3 separate regions of the Mus musculus genome follow, and all the other regions are linked to region 1. The links are chromatin contacts, called in public HiChIP or PLAC-seq and promoter capture Hi-C maps. All regions are on one chromosome and are shown on one strand. Each heading gives the region's core, a stretch centred on a gene start, on an enhancer-like site or on the middle of the called end of the contact. The rest is flanking DNA. Distances are from core to core; before and after follow the strand shown. Region 1 holds the start of Samd4 (sterile alpha motif domain containing 4). Region 2 holds the start of Lgals3 (lectin, galactose binding, soluble 3). Region 3 overlaps Gch1 (GTP cyclohydrolase 1).

What was found. Promoter capture Hi-C pulls out the DNA fragments that hold promoters and counts their contacts. HiChIP or PLAC-seq counts read pairs in DNA pulled down with a chosen protein or histone mark.
Region 2: a contact with region 1 is called in a FOXA1 HiChIP or PLAC-seq map of pancreatic cancer cells. The contact joins the promoter of Lgals3 here to the promoter of Samd4 in region 1. A contact is called at or near these places in 10 of 39 promoter capture datasets (the 3T3-L1 cell line, 3T3-L1-derived adipocytes, the C10 cell line and 5 more), 1 of 484 Hi-C or Micro-C datasets (muscle stem cells) and 2 of 115 datasets of contacts at active chromatin or transcription factors (forebrain and pancreatic cancer cells).
Region 3: a promoter capture Hi-C map of hematopoietic stem and progenitor cells shows a contact between it and region 1, with 2.1 times the contacts expected there. The contact joins the enhancer-like site here to the promoter of Samd4 in region 1. A contact is called at or near these places in 12 of 39 promoter capture datasets (the 3T3-L1 cell line, the C10 cell line, the SN4741 cell line and 8 more), 5 of 484 Hi-C or Micro-C datasets (cerebellum, cerebral cortex, muscle stem cells and 2 more), 4 of 115 datasets of contacts at active chromatin or transcription factors (embryonic forebrain, fibro-adipogenic progenitors, forebrain and 1 more) and 3 of 9 other capture datasets (adipose tissue, embryonic stem cells and pancreatic islet).

Annotation. Positions count from the first base shown.
Region 1 is chr14:46,881,654-46,884,381 of GRCm38.p6, reverse strand. Samd4 (sterile alpha motif domain containing 4) reads right to left here and starts at 1,417. Exons shown (of 13, transcript NM_001037221.2): 1 at 1,214-1,417. It overlaps Gm34934 (a long non-coding RNA gene), which reads left to right and starts at 1,583. Exons shown (of 2, transcript XR_383407.3): 1 at 1,583-2,642.
Region 2 is chr14:47,372,534-47,375,261 of GRCm38.p6, reverse strand. It overlaps Lgals3 (lectin, galactose binding, soluble 3), which reads right to left and starts at 1,402. Exons shown (of 6, transcript NM_010705.3): 1 at 1,310-1,402. It also overlaps the pseudogene Gm52166.
Region 3 is chr14:47,164,176-47,166,903 of GRCm38.p6, reverse strand. It overlaps Gch1 (GTP cyclohydrolase 1), which reads left to right. Exons shown (of 6, transcript NM_008102.4): 3 at 373-428. Among named protein-coding and RNA genes, the nearest start is that of Gch1, 24 kb to the left of the region's middle. Within about 2 kb of position 1,318, at least 48 of the 459 cell types and tissues checked have an H3K27ac peak or open chromatin away from gene starts, as enhancers often do. A contact at or near this core is called in hematopoietic stem and progenitor cells, where this site is marked.

The DNA of each region.
Region 1 (2,728 bases), core at 168-2,667:
GCTGCAGTGAGACCTCGGCACGCGGACTGGAGCGTCTAGGGGGATCCGGGAGTGAGAGGGAGCTCGGTAGGGGGTGTGTGGAAGCCAAGGCTGGGGGAAGGGGTGTCCCGCGAAGGGAAGTCCCCTAAATTCCAGCCGGCCTCTCCACACTCGGATGCGCGAGCTGAGCTATTGCACACTTCCTTCCCAGGTGCGGGAGGAGACCCCGCGGCTTCCTGTTGCTGCGGCTGTGACCCGCAAGTGCTCCCTGCACACCCCACCCGGAGTGGCCTCTGGGGCTGTGTCTGCGAACGCCAGCACCAGCAACAGATCCTCCCCGCGCTGAAAACTTGCAATGCGGCTGTGAAGGGGCGCGGGGGTGGGGTGGGGGCTAATGCAAAGCAGAGGCGGTGTCAGAGGCAACCAGGGTTCCAGCCTCCTCCTCCTCCTCCTCCTCCTCCTCCTCCTCCTCCTCCTCCTCCTCCTCCTCCTCCCCCTCCTCCTCCTCCTCCCTCCTCCTCCTATTCCTTCCCTCCTATTCCTTCCCTCCCTCCTCCCTCCTCCTCCTCCTCCCGGAGAAGCAGCCGTACGGCTGCAGCTCCATCTACAGCAACAGCCAGCATCTCCGCCGCCAGGCTCCCCTCTGGATTTAGGCCGTGAGCAGCCGCAGCGACAGCTCGAGACAAAAATAAACTCTCCCTATCCAAAGCTCGGCGCGGCTCAGTCAGAGCCCTCACTCCCCAGCGCCGCGCCAGCCCACCCGGGAGGTTTCCCTGGGCCTGCTTGACCCACGACCATCAGATGTGTGTGCGCGCGCGTGTGATTTAGGCATCCTGCCCCCGGTCCCCGCCGCCGCCTGCGGGCCGGAGTGTCCTCGCCCTCCGGTCCCAGGCCCAAGGCGATGCGGTTGGGGGCGCACGCCTTACGCAGGGACCGCGGGAGCCCGTATCACGGCTTTCCCAGGCGGCAGGGCGGACCCCGAGGGAAATGCAGATTCCTCCCTTCCGCACACGCCCCCCAAGGACCTCAAAGAAGAAAAGTTAGGTTTAGGGGCTCTATCGTCCCATCTCAGCTCCCGTGGCGAGGCGAGCAGAGACTAAGCGCCGGACCCTCTGGGGGCCGCTCGCTTCCAGCATCTGACACCCAGAACTTCTGGGTAGAAGAGCGAAGCCCCCGGGAAAGGGTCGGAGGAACCACTGGGTGCCTCGCCCGGGACAGCAGAAGGGACGCTCACCTCCACGCAGCTCATCCCTGCGGCTCGGGGCCCTGCGCGCGGGTCCGGGGCCGTAGCAGCAATCAGTGGGGTTGGGGGCGCTCGGAGCGCGGGCTGCGGGCCATGCCGTCGGGGCTGGCGGCGCGCGGAGAGGGCAGCGCTGCGGGTTCGGGGCGCTATCGCTGCCGCCACTGCTGCCTCCAGTGTCGGCTCGCGAAGGACTGAGCCGCCCGGAGCTCCCCACATGCTACTGATTAACATACACCATTACATCATGGGCTTGGCAGGGAGCGCCCGAGCGGGGGGAGAGGAACCCGGGCGGCGGCGGCGGCACGCGGGGGAGTCGGGGGAGGGGGGGAGGATCCCCGGGCCCGGCGGGCGGCGGGTTGGGGGGAGGGACGGATTCCTAAGCCCGGGCCATAGAGGAGGAGGGAGCCAAGTGGGAGGAGCGGAAGAGCGCAGATTGGAAGATCTGCGTAGAGAAACACAGAAGTTTGGGGAAGGGGAGGGGTCCGGGTGAATTCCTCTCGGCTGCCACCCGCGTGTTCTACAACGGCCAGGGCACCGGAGCCTCCGGAGCTGGGACAGGAGTGAATCCCAACGGAGCTGGACTGGAGCGAGAACGGTGCTGCCACCCGCCGCTCGCCCTTGGGAATGTGGCTCCCCAGGTCCAGTGACCCTTTGGCCTGGGACCTGTGGGTGGCTGACTGGTCCCGTGGGTGACTGACTGGTGTAGACCGTAAACACCCGGAGTCACTGTCTCTGGGGGCTTGGACGGATTCCTGGGGTCTGGGACGCATGAAGTAGCAGAGGGCGGCGAAGGGCACAACGCGCAGGGCTAGATGTGTCTGGCCGCGGTGCTCCACGAGGCCCTTGTCTAGGAGAAGCAAGCAGAGCCTGGTCGATCACCCTCAGCCCAAGTCCGGCGCTGGATGCCCTTTATTTTTGCAGTCCTCCATACCCGCCTCAGGCCTCGCTTTCCCGAGAGGAGGAGGCGGACTTCGGGAGCCTGATCTCAAGCTATGCTTGGCGCGCGGCTGTGGCTTGTGGCCTGGAGCTGTGGCCCCAGGCGCCCTGGGCGACGGGGAGGCGTGGCGAGACCACCTGTCAGCACCACGGAGTTTGGGGGACGCGGCTTTCACCTGTGCCTGCAGAGGGCGGGGCCAGAGGCTGGGCCGGGATTTGTCGCTGGAAGCTCTAGGTCGCCTACTATAAAATGCTTGCATGGGTCAATTACCCAAAAGAAGGGTTGACTAAAAATACCCTAAAGCCTAGACATTTCTGCATCTTCTAATGCGAACGGTCACAAAGGGACTGGCCAAAATCCAGCCTGTTTCAGAAGAAACACCGAGCCTTCGAATTTGTTTTCCAGAGACTTGGGAGCATTTATAAACGAGAGCTGGAAAAGCAAACGTGGGTCTGCCCTGCTCTAGCTAGCACAGTTTTAAAGGTAAAGTGTCCAAGGCCTTATTCCTCCACCTTTCAGCTCCCACACTAGCATCTGGATTTCCAATCCTTTCTTCTACCCTGCTCCTC
Region 2 (2,728 bases), core at 153-2,652, 490 kb before region 1:
ACCCTCATCCTAGCTGCCTGGAAGCCAGTCTTCCACTAGCAGCCTTCAGATGAAGATGTAGAACTCTCAGCTCCTCCTGCACCATGCCTGCCTGGACGCTGCTATGCTCTTGCCTTGAGGATTATTGACTGAAGCTCTGAACCTGTGAGCCACCCCCACCACAATTAAATGTTGACCTTTATAAGAGCTGCCTTGGTCATGGTGTCTGTTCACAGCAATAAAACCCTAACTAAGATACTTCCCCTGCCCCCAAAGGTAAATAAATAAAAATACGGAACTATAAACTTGAAGCAAACATCTTGGAATTTCAGAAAGTGATAGTTTTTACACACTGGTTTCTGTTCTTTTCCTCAGAATTAGCCGGGTCACTAAGTCCAAATGTTCTCATTATCCAGAAACCCTACTCCCCGGGGGTCGCTTTATAAATATTCCAATTTCTTCAAATAGGAATCACTTGCTTCCCTGCTAGGGTTAGCCGGAATCCTAAGCCTCAGTCTCAACTCCCCCTCCCCACCCATTCCCGTCCCATCCTCGATTCCCTGCAATAGTGCTTGAGTAACATAATTCAGCATAAATGCAACCTTTGAAAGCCTCTCGCTAAGGGTCTGCACTCTGAGACCAACACGGCCACACCCAAGACTTCCTCCACCCAGATCTAGAGGTTATTGCACAAATAACCACACTGGTCACGAATGAGTCACTTGGCTTACAAAAAAATGTTAGAGGTTACAGTAGTTCTTCATCCCGACACATGCGCACTAGGGCTTGGGCAGCACTGTCCTGTGCGGTCAAGCACGCAGCGGGTGGCTATAGCCCCTACCTCCGCTGAACCTGGTGGAACTCACTGGCACCACACAGCAAGATCTCTAGTGGAAGGCTTCCACGTGCACCAAAGGAGCCTGCTGGAATTCCTCCAGGAGTCAGGAATCCTGGGCGATGTCTTTTGAGTCTCCAAACTCCCACCCCCACCCCCAACGTGCCAGAAGAGGCACCTGATCCCTATGGCCAAGCTAGGGGCCAGCTACAAGGTGGATCTCCGTAGGTTGTGGCTCACTCTAACGCAGGGCTTCGAAGGAGTGCCCAGGGCCCGCTGGCATCCCGCCATCCCAAAGAGACTTAGTATGTAGGTCGTGAATAACTTTCTCCGAGAGTTACCCGCAGGAGAGCCAAGGCGGTAGACCAGCGCCTGGGACCCTGAAGGTCACCTCCGTCCATCTCCCGGGAGCCCAGCCCTTTCTTGGTGCACTGAGCAGCACCGGTCCCCGCGCCCCGCGCCGCTCACCTGGGTAGTGCTCTCTGTGCCGCTCACCTGATTAGTGCTCCACCCGCCGCTCCGCTAGCTGTCAGAGCTGGGCGGTGGCTCGGCCGCTTCTAGTACTCTTTTCCCCGGGCCCGCCCTCCCAGGGCGGGGCAGCATCCCTCGCCCTGCAGGCGCCTGGCTGGACCGCGCCCCACGGACCACGGAGCTTCCCCACAGTGGACTGGGACACGCCCGCCAGCCTGTGCCCCTCACCTGTGCCCCGCAGTGGGCCCTAGCCGACCGCACCCAGACTCTCAGACTCACCCAATTCCCTTGTCTGAAGCTGCCTGTCAGGGTCTCATCCTGCCCCTAATTCCTTCACCTGAAGCCTTCCGCAGAAATGGCAGTGACTTTGAGTGTGAGGGAAGGGAGGAGCAGGTGTCCCTGACAAATCTGAGATGTAAGAGGTGCCCCTGTTTGCATTCACTCCTGCTCTGGATTTTGCTGGGCTGGGTAAACCCAATGTGGTACATAGTAGGTTCTCGGTAGGTATTTGTTGGTTGATTGATTGATGAGTGAATGAATGAATGTGGACGAATGAATTAATGAATGAAGTAGTATGAATGTGTGAATTGATTCCTAGGAAGATGTTTTCTCAAAGATTGGAGGAGAGTTACAGCACGGGCAAGGGGCAGTTAAATCAAGAGGACAGGGTGTAGCTCTGTCTATATGAAAATAGTTACAAGGAACAGCCGCTTTTGCAAGAGGCTGATAACCAGTTTGGAACCATTTATATAGATTAAAAACTTGAGTGATGTGGTTAAGGATATTCAAGATAATTTTTCCCCAGCTTCAGATACATCAGCTAATATCTACCAAACACTTATGCACCCCACTCTATGCCTAGGGCTTTACATACATTTATGGAGTTGGCATTATTTTAATCCTATTAGGTCCAAAGCAGCCCCCCAGAATGCCAGTGCTGGTCCTAAACAGAGGGACTCTGGCTGCACAAACAGAAGCTTATAGGTGGTTTCTGTTGACCAGGGATCTCCCTTAGTCTGCCCCCAATGTCAACTACCTCAGGCAAGGGCACCTGCTTCCCGGTCAATCCCAACAGCCTGTAACAGCTCAAAGCCCCCCATTCTGCTGACTTCTCCCCACACCCGGGGCAGGGGAATGTTTATTGCCTTGGTGGTTTGAGCCCCAATAAACTTATCTTTCTACTCATTCAGTGATGTCGCTGTGCCCTTGCTTACAAATCCCATTTTAGACATGAGAAAATATGGGTATAGAGAGTCAAGCATAATCCCGTAAGGGTGCTTGCTACAAAGCCCGACGCCTAACTTTGATCCCTGTAACTCAAGAGGAAAGAAGAGAACCAACTCTTGAATGTTGTCATTTAAGCCACATACACATGCTCACATGCATATGTGCAAATATAAATGCATTTTAAAATATTAAAACATCGCTTCTCGGCCTTTTGGC
Region 3 (2,728 bases), core at 69-2,568, 280 kb before region 1:
TTTGTATGTACAGTTCCTGCCATTTAAAGGAGTCTCCCTGACTATACTGTCCGTGATGTTACAAGCCTATTTTTTTTTTTTTCCTTATTGAGTATAGTTTTTCTCGACAGGTTTTCAGATTTGAATTAAGAATTTTACTAAGGAACATAACAGGTTTACTTTTAATTTGCCATTTCAGTAACAAGTTTGTTCTTAAGAAGTTTCTTCATATAATTTGAAAGTATGTATGGAATTGCTTCATAGGTTTATCCCATTGTCACTGTGATAAACTTAGCCTGTGTGTATGCTAGGGTCTTCCTGTATCTGTTTGTGTTGTTATGAAGTGCTTTCTGTGTCTTCATTTAGCTGGTAATCTCTCTCTCTTCCCTGAAGGTCCATATTGGCTATCTTCCTAACAAGCAAGTCCTTGGTCTCAGTAAACTTGCCAGGTAAGTATGAGGTCTCTAGAATTGCTCCTATTTGCCAAGACTCTCAAGATTTCTTCCAGGCTGGAGCAATGGCTCACTGGTTAAAAGCACTGACTGCTCTTCCAGAGAGCACCAGGGTTCAATTCCTAGCACCCACATGGCAGCTCACAACTGTCTCTAACTCCAGGATCTGACACTCACACAGATGCATGCAGACAAAACACCAATGCACCAAAAATGTAATATAAAATGTCTTCGACATTATAAAATGTCTACCTTCTGGATCTAACTTAGAAGTTAGATCTGTTCTTGCATAGGCAGCCCTAACATTGTCTCTGCCTCCTTCTCCCTCACTGCCTGTTCCTCTCTTCCCCCAAACCCATTACTGAGGTATGAGCTCACAGCTTTCTCTGTAGAGTTTTCCCCAACTGGAAAATATCCGTCACCCCCAGTCCAGCCCTGGATCTTAAGAGGAGGTTAGTTAGCGGTGAGAGATCCGAGAGGAAGCACACACGTGAGTCTAGCTGCACTATCTTTCTATCTGGGGAGACAGAGAGTAAAGAGTATTTGCATATATGGAGAATAGTACCCAGAGCATAGCAGGAAGTACATGTAAGTCATGCAGGCAAAAAACAGATCCCAAGACTCACAGTAAGGCCTACTCTTCTGAAGCTATCATACGTCTCCAAAGCCTACACTGATTCCCAGTGAACTGCACACAAGCAGAGGCATTGGCTTGTCTCACTCTTCCAGGTATTCTGCCAAGGGTCTTGCCCAGCAGTTGAACAGAAACAACTAGAGACTGCATACTTCACGTCAGTGAGTCTCTCTATTGTCTTTTCTCATGGGTGCTAGGAAGGACGTGCTCTGCTAGCCTGCATCTATCCTTGGCTGGGCCTTCTTTCCAGTGTGAATCCTTCCCGTTTTCAAATACGGCTGGATTGGTCAGTGTTTCCCAACATTACTGACATAGATAAGCTTTCTCTCCTCTGTGAGTACATTCATGTTTACAAGGGGACAGAAAGAAAGCGAAGGGTTTCACACATTGCTGTATAATAAGGTTTCTCTCTACCGCACACTCAATTATGTATTGGAAAGTCACTCATACACATCATAGGATTTCTATCCCCTGTGAACCCTGTGGTTCATGTGATTGAAAGAACCGTGAAGGGTTTTCCTGTTGCTTACACACAGGGTTCCTCTCTAGTATGATTCATAGGAAGCAGCCACAACCACTGAAGGCTCTCCCATGATCCTTAGGTACACGGTGCTTCTGTCTGGTGTCAGTCATTTCGAGTTTAGAAAGCACTGAGATAACTGAGGGTTCCTACCCTCCTTGTATTTATATGTCTTCTCCATGTTCCTCATTTTCACAGTGGTCATACTTAAGGATGAATGACCTAGATGGAGCACCTTTTTGCGTGTCTTCTGAATCTGTCTACATCTCCACTCTGTAGCTTTCTTCTGGAGTTTTTATAGCACTTACACTGGTTTGCAGGCCTTTCTATTATTGTTTTCTGTTTCCAAGCTGTTAGGGTGTTCTGGTGTCTTTACCAGGACTCTTGGAGGTCACACAGTAAGAGGAGCCAAGCCACTTGGGACCCTGTTAGCATGTGAGATACGAGGTTTTAAACTTTTGATCAGCCTGCATGTGAGGCTCTGGCTTCCTGCTTTCCTCTGTTTCTCAGTCCGGCAGGCAAGTCCATCCATGTCTAGGTCATTGGCTCTGTGGCTACAAGGCTGCACCTCCCTTTACTTGGCCTGTTCTCCTCCTCTGCTCTTTTTCCTGCATGTTCATGAATTAAAAAAAATTTTTTTTTATTTTCAAGCTGAGCATAGTGGCAAACCTTTAATCAGGAAAAAGAGGCAGGCAGATCTGAGTTCAAGGCCAGCCTGATCTGCATAGTGAGCTGCAGCATAGCCAGGGTTATGAAGAGAGACCCCGACTAAAAAAAATAACACAATTTAAGAGAAAAAGAATTTCCTACCGCCTTTACTTGGGATTTTAGGAAGAAGAGGTGATGTGTTGTGCATGTATGGCAATTTGTGTTTAGCTGGAAGTCAGTGTGCAGGTTTATTTATAGATCTCTGCTAGGCCCCACACGACGGTGGCCTAAATGTCCTTATGTGTTTTAATTTGTTTTTATGGAGTTAGTGAATCCTGTGTAGGTAGGTGTGCTGTGTTCGAGCTGTGTGTATGTACATTTGTCCATGCATATGAAGTGTGTGTGTGTGTTATGGATTAAGAACCAAATGGACGGGTAGGTAAAGAACTACAGTCATTGCATTTAAAGCTAAGTTTGCTTCACTTGCCTGAGGTT